Linked DNA regions of Gossypium hirsutum: region 2 is linked to region 1. Evidence: chromatin contacts called from public Hi-C data. All regions are on one chromosome and are shown on one strand. Each heading gives the region's core, a stretch centred on a gene start, on an enhancer-like site or on the middle of the called end of the contact. The rest is flanking DNA. Distances are from core to core; before and after follow the strand shown.

Region 1 (3,107 bases), core at 113-2,612:
ATATTCTCCTCTTGTACTCTAAATCTCCTGTATGACACTGCTACAAAGAGGGTAAAAGAAGCTAGGATTATTTATTTCATATACATAAACTATATGGCAATGAGAAACTAAACTAAAATAGATAGATAAATAAATGAAACAAGTAAAGGAATGAAAAAGGTTGGTTTTTCCCAATCAGTAACACAAGGTTTTATCTAGTTCAAGTAAATCCCGGAAAGATGTAGCTCATGATGGTTTGACCAAAATCTTTTTTAAAAAAACCCCTAATTGTATGAGAATCCTACAACCATGTGAACACAACAACAAATGGTTTGATATTTGAAGTATTTTAAAGCATTAAATGACTGATACTTCAAGATCTGAAACTAGTTATAAATAACAAAGAATCTGGAAATTTGAAACACAAAAACTAATTCATTCTTCTATGCTCAATCTTCCTCTAAAACTTATATTTTTAAGCTTGTAAACCACCTAATCTTAAGAAATATCTTCTAACTTGGATGTCTCCACAACAAAGAAAATTAATTTTTAAGCAGAACCCAAGTTTTATTGTTATTATTAAATTGAATTATGATCACAAAGTTCAGTCATTTATGCAAACACATAGCAAACTTATAGCTGTAAATGGAACAAATTTCTATCTCTTTCACCTAAATTATGTACTTTTCACTTGTTTATGAACAAAAACAACAACCCATATCCATGTTCACAAAAATTTGTTTATTATTAAATTGAATTATGATCACAAAGTTCAGTCATTTATGCAAACACATAGCAAACTTATAGCTGTAAATGGAACAAATTTCTATCTCTTTCACCTAAATTATGTACTTTTCACTTGTTTATGAACAAAAACAACAACCCATATCCATGTAAGAGAAGGGGAGAAAACGAACATGAACATCTTATCAAAACAAACTTGATAGAAAGATCAAGGTCTGTAAAAGGCAATGACCAAAAGCTTACCTTAAAAAATTGCCAGCTACAACAAGAAGGAAATGAAAGAAACAAGAAGAAGAAAGAAAGACGTGTGTTCCAAAGTGTAAAGTAGAACAGTTAGCAAAGGAAGAGGAAAGAGTTTGGAACCGGTATTCCGGAGTTTGCTTTAGAAACTAGAAGCTTTTTTAGATTTAATAATTTGTAAATATATATATAGTGATTATGTTGGGATTTAATTTATGATAAAATTGAAGAAGAAAGGGTGCCAAATGGACATAAAGGATATAGAGAAGATAGATTCCATTGGCTACACTAGATATTGGGTGTTTGAGTGGTTCATAGCTTTCCATTTCGCTTCTCTGTTTTTACTTTTTGGGGATTTTTTTTCTCGGTTTAATCTGTTTCATATATTTGAGGATGGGTTGGGTTTGGGCACCACTAACGAATTAACTAATAACAAATGTGAGCAAATATCGATGAATGATGGGCCCACTTTCCACGTCATCCCCCAACAAACAGTGTGCCTCACTCCCGTTAATTCGTTTTTCTTTTCTTTTATATTTTTATCTAAACTAATATTTAGTATTGCCGGCAAATTACATATAAAAGTTTTTTTTTAAAAATATTTATCGAAATAGGCCCGGTAAATAATTATTTATCGGAATGACTCAATTCTCCGAAAGCGCATCCACGTCAGTGCGATGTTAGGGGACGTGGCAGGAAAACGCGTCTTTGAGGAAGCGTTTTGCCTACGTGGACAAAAATCGCTCCCTCAAGGACGCATTTTCCTGCCACGTAAGCGCTCTCTTGGGGATGCGTTTTGCCCGCGCATGAACAGTAGCAATGGCTGCTTTTTTTACCGTTGGTGACCCCCCAACGATAAAAAAAAACTATAAACCCCCCTTTCATTTTCTTCACAACTAAATCATTTCTCTCAATTTCTCTCTAATATTCTCTCAAATTTCTCTCAAATTTCTCTCAAATTTCTATTTAAAAGAGTTTTAATTTTTTAATTATTTTTAAAAAAGTTTTAAATTTTATTTTTTTGATTTTTTTTTAAATCGTAAAAATTTGTACCAATTTAGCAATGGTCGGAGAATTGATTCGTCTTGATGACAAGCACATATCCATCGAACAAATGAAAATGATAAGTGTTAACTTTAATTTTTAAATATTATTTAAGATTTTTTTATTTATGCAATTTTAAATAATTATTATTTTATTATTTGTTATAAAAGTCTATAGATCGGATATTGCAATGCTATATTCGTAATATGCATGGTCCTCCATCACCGTTGGTAGAGAATTACCTGCGGGAGGCGGGTTTTTAGCACGTGACGACGGTAGGCCGGGGATGCAAGTTGGACTCGAAACTTATCAGTGCGTTGATTGAGAGGTGGAGACCCGAGATGCACACATTCCATCTTCCATGTGAAGAGTGCACTATCACTTTGGAAGATGTCAATTTGCAATTGAGATTGCCGGTGGATGGGTACGCAGTCACCGGGTCTGTTCAATCTGGTGATTGGGGAGCGGTATGCTACGAGCTTTTGGGTGCTATTCCGGAGAATATTAACGGAGGTCGGATCGAGATGGGCTGGTTACGAGACATATTCCCTGATCCGGATTATGATTCAACCGAACTAGAAAGAATCCGATATGCTCGGGCATACATTCTTCAGATAATTGGAGGTTATCTGATGCCGAACTTGTCACGAAACCTCGTACACCTAAGATGGCTGCTGAAACTCGTTGATTTTCGAGCAACTGGTGAATTTAGTTGGGGGTCTACCGTGTTGGCAACATTGTACCAGGAGATGTGCGAGGCGACGCGACCGAATAAATTGAAAATCGGAGGTTGTCTGTCACTACTGCTGTCATGGGCACGGTTTCACTTTCTATTTTTACGTCCTCAAGTGGACCACCCGTATACATTCCCACTCATAACGAGGTAAATTTTATATTAAATTTTATAATTATTACGTAGATTTAAAATATAATCGAATGCTAAAAATTTATTTAATTAGGTGGAACCATCCGGCAAGTTATGCTCAATTACCTACCTCTCTTGAAGATATACGGCTTCTATTAGACCAACGGTCAGAAGCACAAGTAAGTATTAAATAAAATAGATATTTCCATCATGAGATAGTCGATTGGTATTTAGT
Region 2 (2,978 bases), core at 323-2,822, 65 kb after region 1:
GGAAGTACGTTCTTGCTCTGCTTGCAGAGATGGGAATGCTAGCAACAAAACCTTATAGTACTCTAATTATCCCTTTGATGATCAAGGGATGTATAAGAGGATAGTTGGGAAGTTAAATTATCATCTCACTGTGACTAGTCTAAACATTTCATTTGCAATAAGTATTGCTAGCCAATTCATGCCTGCACCTACAATTAAATATTACGTACTATGTTAGCTCTTAAATATGGCATATTATATAGTAATCACGGACATACTCACATTGAGTGTTTTGCTATGAAAATTGAGTGGGATCTAAAAGTGATAGAAGATCTACTACTAGATCTTGCATTTTTTTGTTAACAGAAATTTAATTTCATGGAGGAGCAAGAAGCAGAATGTTGTATCTTAGTCAAATGTAGAATCAAAGAACAAAGCAATACTCAGCTTATGTGTGAGATCATGTTGATACAACATCTGCTAGCTAAAATTAGGCTAGAGCATCCATCACCAACAAAACTTTGGAGCAATAATCAAGTCATTCTTAACATCACTTCGAGTCCAGCCTACCATAAAAGAACCAAATACATTGAAGTTGATTGTCACTTCATTCATAAAAAGATTCTAGACCACTCATTACCCACTGGCTATGTGAATATAGGAGAATAACTTGCAAATTTGTTCACAAAAGCATTGAATGACAATCAAGTTGACTATCTTTGTCACAAGCTAGGGATGATCAAAATTTATGCTACAACTTGAAAAGAAGTGTTAGAGAATATAAAATCTAATTCTTAGGCATAAATTATGTACATGAAACCAGGATTAATTCTACGGTAGAATTTGATTTGATTTGATTTTATTTCTTTCCTCCTTTGGACTTTGTAAATATGTATATATATATATATGGGCTTTCCATAAAGATGAATATACTACAATTTTTTTTCTACATCTTTTCAATTTCACTATTTTTATAATAATTTTTTCTTTGGCCTATTATATCAATAATATAAGTACATTCGGTTCATATATTAAGCTTATAACCAAGCTTTCACAAAACCTTTAACCCATTTTTGACTAAATTAATTTCTGTGGTTGATGGATTAAACAAATTAATTCAATTTTAATCAAAATTTGCACTCCACTATTAATTTTAATTAGTTGAATAATTTATTTTAATTTATCAAAATTAATTTGGATTTTTTAATTAATTAGTTATTTAAATCATTAGATTTGGTTTGTAATCCAAATCAAGAGAGAAAGCTTGAAAAACTTGGGCAAAGAATTGCCCTATCACCCTAGCCCAACTCGACAAGCGAGGGGTAGATTAGGGGTTTCCTCCCCCCAAGGAAGCCGTCAGTCACTCTTTTATTGTATAGTTGTACTATAATTCTTCCAGTTTTATTAATTTATAACTCTAACTTGAATTTTTTTTCTCTATAAATATACAAGCAAGCCAAAATTTTCATATGCACAAATACTAGGGGCGTCAAGGGAGGCCTCAAAAAAGTGATGAAGCTCTTGCATATGACGAAGTCAAAGGATGCCGAATGGAACTTCTACTTAAATAGGCCTTTTGCCCAAAAGAGTTGAAACCTAGTACCCCCTTTAAGCCTCTTAAGGAAATTATGATGGGAGAAAAGACCCAATGGACCACCTAGTCCAATACAATAGTTACATGCACATCTTGGGCACGAAAAATGACCTGAAATGCAAAATGTTCTCCATGAACTCGAGACTATGCTAGGATATGAAATTCCACATTACCAGCAGGGTCAATGTATGATTTTAGAGAGCTAACATGCAAATTTATGAGCATTTTTCAATAAACAAAGTGGGTGAGATAGAAAGATAAAGAGAGCTTGAAAGTTTACAGTCATCGTTAACACAGCCAATGTTGGCATCGAAGGCCTAAAGACGAGTAGGTCATCCAAGCTTTTATAGCAAAGGTAGATGATGAACATTTGAAGTATGCTTTGACGAAACACAAAATAGAAAAGCTATATCAGCTCTATGAAAAGGTGCATCGATATGCGAAAACGAAAAATAAATTGATAATAGAAAGAGATTCTATGGTAAAATGGAAGGAGGGATTAAGGAGAGATTACCACCCATATGAACAGGGGTTTAGAGGTAAACACGAGGAGACAACCATTAAGCTTTATCCCCCACCTCAATTGACTTTCCAAGGGCAAAGTGACAAGATTTGTAGAAGGCAAGAAGGTGATGTGCCTTGTAACAAATTCAACTATTACACTCCCCTGAATTCCTTGTGAGCACACATTTTGAACTAGGTCGCTAGAGGGGAAATCCTACGATCCCCTCTCCAATGAGTCCATCCTAGAGAAATAGAAATCTTCTGAAAGGTGTTGATTCCAGAATGATGTAGGTCACAAAATTGTATACACCTTAAACATGTCATTAAGGAAGGTGAAGGAGGTGAGGTAAGATTAATTTAGATGATTTGTTAGACGCTCATTTTTACAAAAAAAAAATGTATAATGGAGAAAAATCTTTAAAAACCGACAGATAAAATAAAACCCGTGACAAGGAACCAATTCGAGGTATCATCAATCTGATAGTGGGGTCACAGAAGAATAGACCACTTCCAACATTGAAAGAAAAAACTCACCAAGAATATTCCTATATTATCCAACATCATTAACCCTCAGGGCTGTAATCATATCACGCCACATCTCATTACTCAATAACCAATTTCCTATGCCAATTGCACTACATTAACTTCAGGCACACTTTAGAAGAGATTTCTCTCGATTCTAAGAATAGTTTAATCCCATGAGATAATCATGCGTAAAGTCCCTCCTTCACTATATAAACTTAGGCAAAAGACTCCTAGAGATAAAAAGAAACTCTACCAAAATCCCAACTTAGCTTTTTTAACTTACCATTTTTAATGGCTGTCAAAACCACCATGGTGTAATACACCACCACATATTGCTTCGCAACCAAATCTCATTTGTCATAATAGAACACATACA

The links. Hi-C and Micro-C count contacts between places; a contact is called where the count stands out from the background.
Region 2: a contact with region 1 is called in a Hi-C map of leaf, with 2.8 times the contacts expected there. The contact joins the enhancer-like site here to the promoter of LOC107913567 in region 1. A contact is called at or near these places in 10 of 34 Hi-C or Micro-C datasets (anther, fibers, hypocotyl and 3 more).

What each region holds. Positions count from the first base shown.
Region 1 is chrD11:47,933,424-47,936,530 of Gossypium_hirsutum_v2.1, forward strand. It overlaps LOC107913567 (RNA polymerase sigma factor sigA), which reads right to left and starts at 1,363. Exons shown (of 10, transcript XM_041104184.1): 1 at 967-1,363; 2 at 1-40.
Region 2 is chrD11:47,998,634-48,001,611 of Gossypium_hirsutum_v2.1, forward strand. No RefSeq gene overlaps it. Among protein-coding and RNA genes, the nearest start is that of LOC107913565, 38 kb to the right of the region's middle. Within about 2 kb of position 1,573, at least 6 of the 9 cell types and tissues checked have an H3K27ac peak or open chromatin away from gene starts, as enhancers often do. A contact at or near this core is called in fibers, hypocotyl and leaf, where this site is marked.